Regions from separate parts of the Mus musculus genome. Here region 1 is linked to region 2. A link is a contact called in public promoter capture Hi-C data. All regions are on one chromosome and are shown on one strand. Each heading gives the region's core, a stretch centred on a gene start, on an enhancer-like site or on the middle of the called end of the contact. The rest is flanking DNA. Distances are from core to core; before and after follow the strand shown.

Region 1 (2,700 bases), core at 8-2,507, 550 kb after region 2:
TGAAATTTAAAGAGTTAGACATGCAAGAAATGGTCAAGGGAAAAGGTCAGAGTGAAAGAACGCAGCTCAGGCCAGAATAGCATCACATATGCAGAGACGAGACAAGAGAACACTTCAAAGCAATAGACAGTGCCTAGGAGGAAAACCAGGAAAAAAAATGCTTCAAGGAGACTGACACATACTCAGTGGTAATGGGCTCACAGCCGCCAAGTGTCCATTGGAGTTACAAGGAGGGCTCCAGTGACCTTGCTCAGAAGCTTCGGTGGATGTCAGAGACAGAATGGAGTGGATTTTTAAAATGAATGGGAAATTAGGGGCTCAGAATGCAACCTACAAACAGGACTCGGAAGAGGCTGGAAATAACATCTGAATTGGAGAGGGAAAACTGCTCCTAAGGAGCACTCTAGTCGCTGCTAGGCCTCTCTGTCAGGCTGAGATGGGAACCCCGCCGGTCCCAGGGCACACCCCTCGGTCGCTGAGGACAACAGAATGCAGCTTGACAGATCCCAAGCCTGGGGCTCTAGTCTGGAATCGCACGGCCTGGCTCCTACCCGGATCCAAGTCCCCTTCCCAGCATTAGACGTCCCCTCCCCCACTCTTCTATCGCCCCTCGCTCTCCCCCCCCCCCCCCCGCTCACCCCCTCCTCCCCGCCCCCGCCGGGCATCCTAGAGGATCAAGAAGCAAAGCTTTGGGGAGCGGTCGGTGTTAGGACCAAAGTGATCCTGCGGAGGGTGATTTTGCAGGCCCGCGGTAGGAAGGCGGCGAAGGGAGTTGGGTGGGGGGTAATCAGGCCTGGCTTGGAGACCTGGACTTCTGAGAAGAAGAGGCTGCAAGGGTTAAGGGCTGCTGAGGCTGGGGATCCTGCTCCCGGGGCTGGGCTGGAGACGGAGCAGCACCTACCTGCGCGGCGAGGCCCCAGGCCCAGGTGGCGAAGGTAGCTCAAGCTGCAAGGCTCCCGCAACACCGCAGCTTCTCCATCACAACATCCCCCGCCCAGGAGCGCGCAGGCCGCGAGGCCGCGCCCCGAGCGGCGGAGCCGCGCACGGGAGGGGGAGGGGCGCCATCTTGGCCGGGGCGGGGCGCGCGAGCGAGTGCGAGCCGCACTGGCTGCAGCTGCCCCAGCCGCACCCTGCAGACCCTTGACCCTCGCAAGCCCTGCGTCCCAGGCCTCCTGTCTATCCCCGCACGGCTGCACCCAACTCCCAGGACCCTGCCCAGCTCTCCCCTTCCATGCCACCGTGGACTCACCTCCGCGTCGGTCCTGCACCGACGCCGGGAGACGCGCCTAGAGCACGGAGTCTGATCCGCTAGGGAGGGGGGAAGGAGGAGGGTGGAGAGAGACACGGGTGCTGGGACCGTGGCTGCGCCTCAAGAGGCTGGCAGCCGGCTGCTCTCTGGCTCTTGTGGTAGCACTCCCTGACGTCCTGTGGATAATAATAGCGCGTATTTATTGACCGCTTACTCTGTACCAGGCTCTATGTTCAACCATTTGCTTGCATTCATCCTCAAACCAGCGCTGTGCAATTCCCACAATTGTTGTTCTCGGGATTTGAGAGGCAGGTGCTGACATTCTGAAGGGTAACACGACTTGCCCTCAGTAACAGAGTAAGTGGTTAAACTAAACCAGAACTGAGATATTTCTTACACTCTACCCGTGCCTCTGAATATAAAGCTATGACACAGCGTCCCCCACCCCGCCTCCCCCCCCCCCACTGCACTCCAGGGTAGAAATTAACTCTAGGAAAGGACCAAATGGAGAACTGAGTGGAAATTAAACAGAAATGCTGTACTTGGCTATTTTCCTGTTCACTGCAGGCCCTGGATAGACAATGAGGCAAATCTTAATGGTCAGATCCCTGACATCAAGGGCAAAGAGGGGCAGAAACCCCAAAAGCATTGTCCCCTGAGCTGTGGGCTCGGTGGGCTCTGAACATACTGAAAAACTGATTGGAGATGCATCTAAGTCTAACAGTGCCCAAATCTAAATTTGTTATTTCATCTTATGTTCATCTTCTAAAGAATTTCCCTGACGTGGAAAAGTACACACACACACACACACACACACACACATACTCTTAATGCAGGGTCACTTTATCAATCTCTGGCTTGTTCAAAGCAAGTACTCCAAAGTACTTTGAATATACTTTCATTTATCCCTGGGTAAATATGAATGTTTTAAATTTTTGTTATAGACATTTGCACTTATGTGCAAAAGTGGAGCAGTGTAACAAAACTCCCTATGTCCATCACTCATCTTGTACAGTTACTGACTTGTGGCTAAGAATCCATTGTAATCTGACAAGCACCTAGGAAATACAAACCATGTTGGATCCCAAGCCGGACATAAAGATCCCCAAAAGAATCTGGTTCAGCTGCATCCCACCTGGAAGACACGCACCTGACCTGGATCCTTGAGAAATGAGCACGTGTTACCTAGAAGGACATTCATTCATTCACTCACTCACTCTCAGCAAATAGGTGTATGGTATGACACACTGTCCTTGGTGCTAACACCCAGAAAGCAAAAGAGAGTTCCTGCTTTCATTCAGCTTACAGATTAAAAGAGGGAAGAGACACCACATAGGTAATTAAAATTATGGTGTCTTAAGGAAAAGACACGGGACACTGTGTGTGTCAGGTTATTCTGGCCCAGGAGATTTGGAAGGCTCCCACAGGAAGTAAAGTTTAAGTGTGAGGAC
Region 2 (2,700 bases), core at 14-2,513:
ACAATAAAAATGCCTGGGGAAGCTTCCTTAGAGGGTAATGTGCCTCCATGCTCACTGTCACACAATGTCAGCATAGTGCATCCCAGCTCCACGAGAGGGCAGTGGATGTCTCACATTTGTAAACCTCACAGGCTTTCCTCAGCCTGCGTCTAAGTGCAATCCACAGCTTTTCCCTGTAAGAAACTGTATGCACGAGTCTAGTAACTTTGGGTGATTTTTATGAGTCCACCTAGTACATTCTTGAGGTAAAGATAGTTTGGGAGAGTTGAGACTGACGATGTCAGAAGTAAGGTTAGATGAGTTCTGTGGCCTAAAACTCTGCCCTTTAGCTCCATGATTTGATGCTATGTATTTTAAACTAAAAGTCAGCAGGTTCTTTCTTATAAAGAAGCTTCACAGGGGGAAGATGTTTTAAGGACATCCCTTTACTTTTGCTGCCCATCCTAAATTCTTATCCAAGACTACTTTGTTTTTAAATAACCAGATCCAATGAGACATGTGGGTCTGCTTGTAACTCTCTATTTGGCACCTCTGTCTTTTTCTACTCTTTAATTTATTCACTTTTTGAGCACTAAACACACTGTTATACTTCTCATGGCTTTATTAAAAAATATAGTAATCTAAATCATGCACATTTCTTTTCCTTTGAGGAAATTGTGTGTAATCTATTCTTCTTCAGACCCATTTCATCCCCCTCTCTCTTTATACTGTTTCTAATAACAAATTTACAAAGAAAGATTTTAACTATGCCAAATCTTTAATTTTAAATTTTCAGAAATCTTGGCCCTTATGTTTATTGGCATGAGAAATAGCAGGAACTTACTAAAACACTTCTCCATGAAACCAGATGCAGGAGACTGCTTGTCAACAAATTGTAACTTTATGATACAACATAGGTAATAAGGAGAGATGCAATGTTTTTCAGTAGTAGATATCAAACTAATGACATCTATTATTATTATAATACTTATCAGTTTTTATCTCCTCTCATATATAGCCCCTGAAAAGAGGGGAGTTCACTTCCTTCCTTACTGTGAACACTAGTTTTAAAGGCAGCGCAGCTCAGCTTCTCACATTTTTAGTGTAGGTGAAAAATATCACTTGGATAATTCACTCAGAGTTAAAGAAAAGGGAAAGAATCAAAGGCATTGGGAAAGATATATTTTTAATATCAACACTTTGTTTGAAGACTCTTCAAATTTTTATAGATCTCAGAAAGCCTGGATGAACTGCCCCATAGAAGCTAGCAATCGCCTTTAAACCATGCCCAACATCAACCTACTACAGAATGCCCCCAGTAATATCACTGAGGCTCACCCTCTTTCTTTCCTGTTGCTGGGGATTCCGGGGCTGGAAGCTACACAGTTCTGGCTTGGTTTTCCCTTCTGTGTCGTGTATCTGACCGCTCTTGTTGGAAACCTCATCATTCTGTTTGTTATATGGACTGACAGGACCTTTCATCAACCCATGTTCTACTTTCTGGCTATGCTGTCTGTGATTGACTTAAGTCTCTCTACTGCTACCATCCCCAAGATGTTGGGCATCTTCTGGTTCAGCCTCCAGGAGCTGTGCTTTGCGTGCTGTGTTGCTCAAGTCTTTTTTATCCATTTTTTCACAGTCATGGAGAGCATCGTACTCCTCGCCATGGGCTTTGATCGCTATGTGGCTATTTGCAACCCTCTCAGGTACACCACAATCCTCACCAACAGAATCATCGTTGTGATTGCTGTCCTCGTGGTTATACGAAGCCTGTGTATGATTGTCCCCATAATTTTTCTCCTCCTGAGGCTGCCTTACTGTGGACATAGAATTATCCCACATACCTACTGTGAGCACATGGGCGTGGCGCGACTAGCCTGTGCCAGCATCAGAGCCAATATCTACTTTGGTCTTGGGAATATTTCAATTTTGTTTCTGGATGTGTTTCTTATTATCGTTTCCTATGCTAGGATCTTATATGCCGTCTTTCATCTTCCTTCTCAAGATGCTCGCCTAAAGGCTCTTAATACGTGTAGCTCCCATATCTGTGTCATCTTAGCCTTCTTTGGCCCAGCTCTTTTCTCCTTCCTTACTCACCGCTTTGGTCACAACATCCCTCAGTATATTCATATCCTCCTGGCTAATCTCTATGTAGTCATCCCTCCTGCCCTCAACCCAGTCATTTATGGAATCAGGACCAAGCAGATCCAGCAGAGGGTGAAGAATCTTTTTGTTTAAGGAGATTGATCACAGATGATGCCCTTCTTGTAGTGATTACAATATTTATGATACAGGAGGCTTCACAGATATAAATGACATGAAATCCAAAAATTCAATCCAAAATAAAAACAATGTAACAGTGGATCAGAAAGCAGCTCTACATTCTGAGGAATAAACAATGACAAAGTCCAAATCTTCACTCTTGCGAACTACTAGAGGAGCCTTCTGCTTTCAAATTCCTGGCTTCTTCCCTACTTCCTGTGTGGTCATCAATGATGAAAAAGTAAAGTTAGCATAAAAAGAACCTAGACAGATTATTTCCATTATATAAATGGGTTTAGAGTTCAGACTCATGTAAGAGACAGGCTCTCAGTCCACAAGGAAGTAACACTACACAAAAGGGAGCCTTATCAAACCAGGTAACCAGCAAAGAGAAGGTGCAAAATAGGCAAATATATATGGAGAGAGGCAAAACAAAGCAGAAACAGTAGTGGTAATATC

What was found. Promoter capture Hi-C pulls out the DNA fragments that hold promoters and counts their contacts.
Region 1: a contact with region 2 is called in a promoter capture Hi-C map of stem cell-derived epiblast-like cells, with 2.6 times the contacts expected there. The contact joins the promoter of Apbb1 here to the promoter of Olfr676 in region 2. A contact is called at or near these places in 2 of 39 promoter capture datasets (frontonasal cranial neural crest and stem cell-derived epiblast-like cells).

The regions. Positions count from the first base shown.
Region 1 is chr7:105,580,234-105,582,933 of GRCm38.p6, forward strand. Apbb1 (amyloid beta (A4) precursor protein-binding, family B, member 1) reads right to left here and starts at 1,258. Exons shown (of 15, transcript NM_001253885.1): 1 at 902-1,258.
Region 2 is chr7:105,033,937-105,036,636 of GRCm38.p6, forward strand. Olfr676 (olfactory receptor 676) reads left to right here and starts at 1,264. Exons shown (of 1, transcript NM_147095.1): 1 at 1,264-2,217. The coding sequence starts at 1,264. The coding sequence ends at 2,217.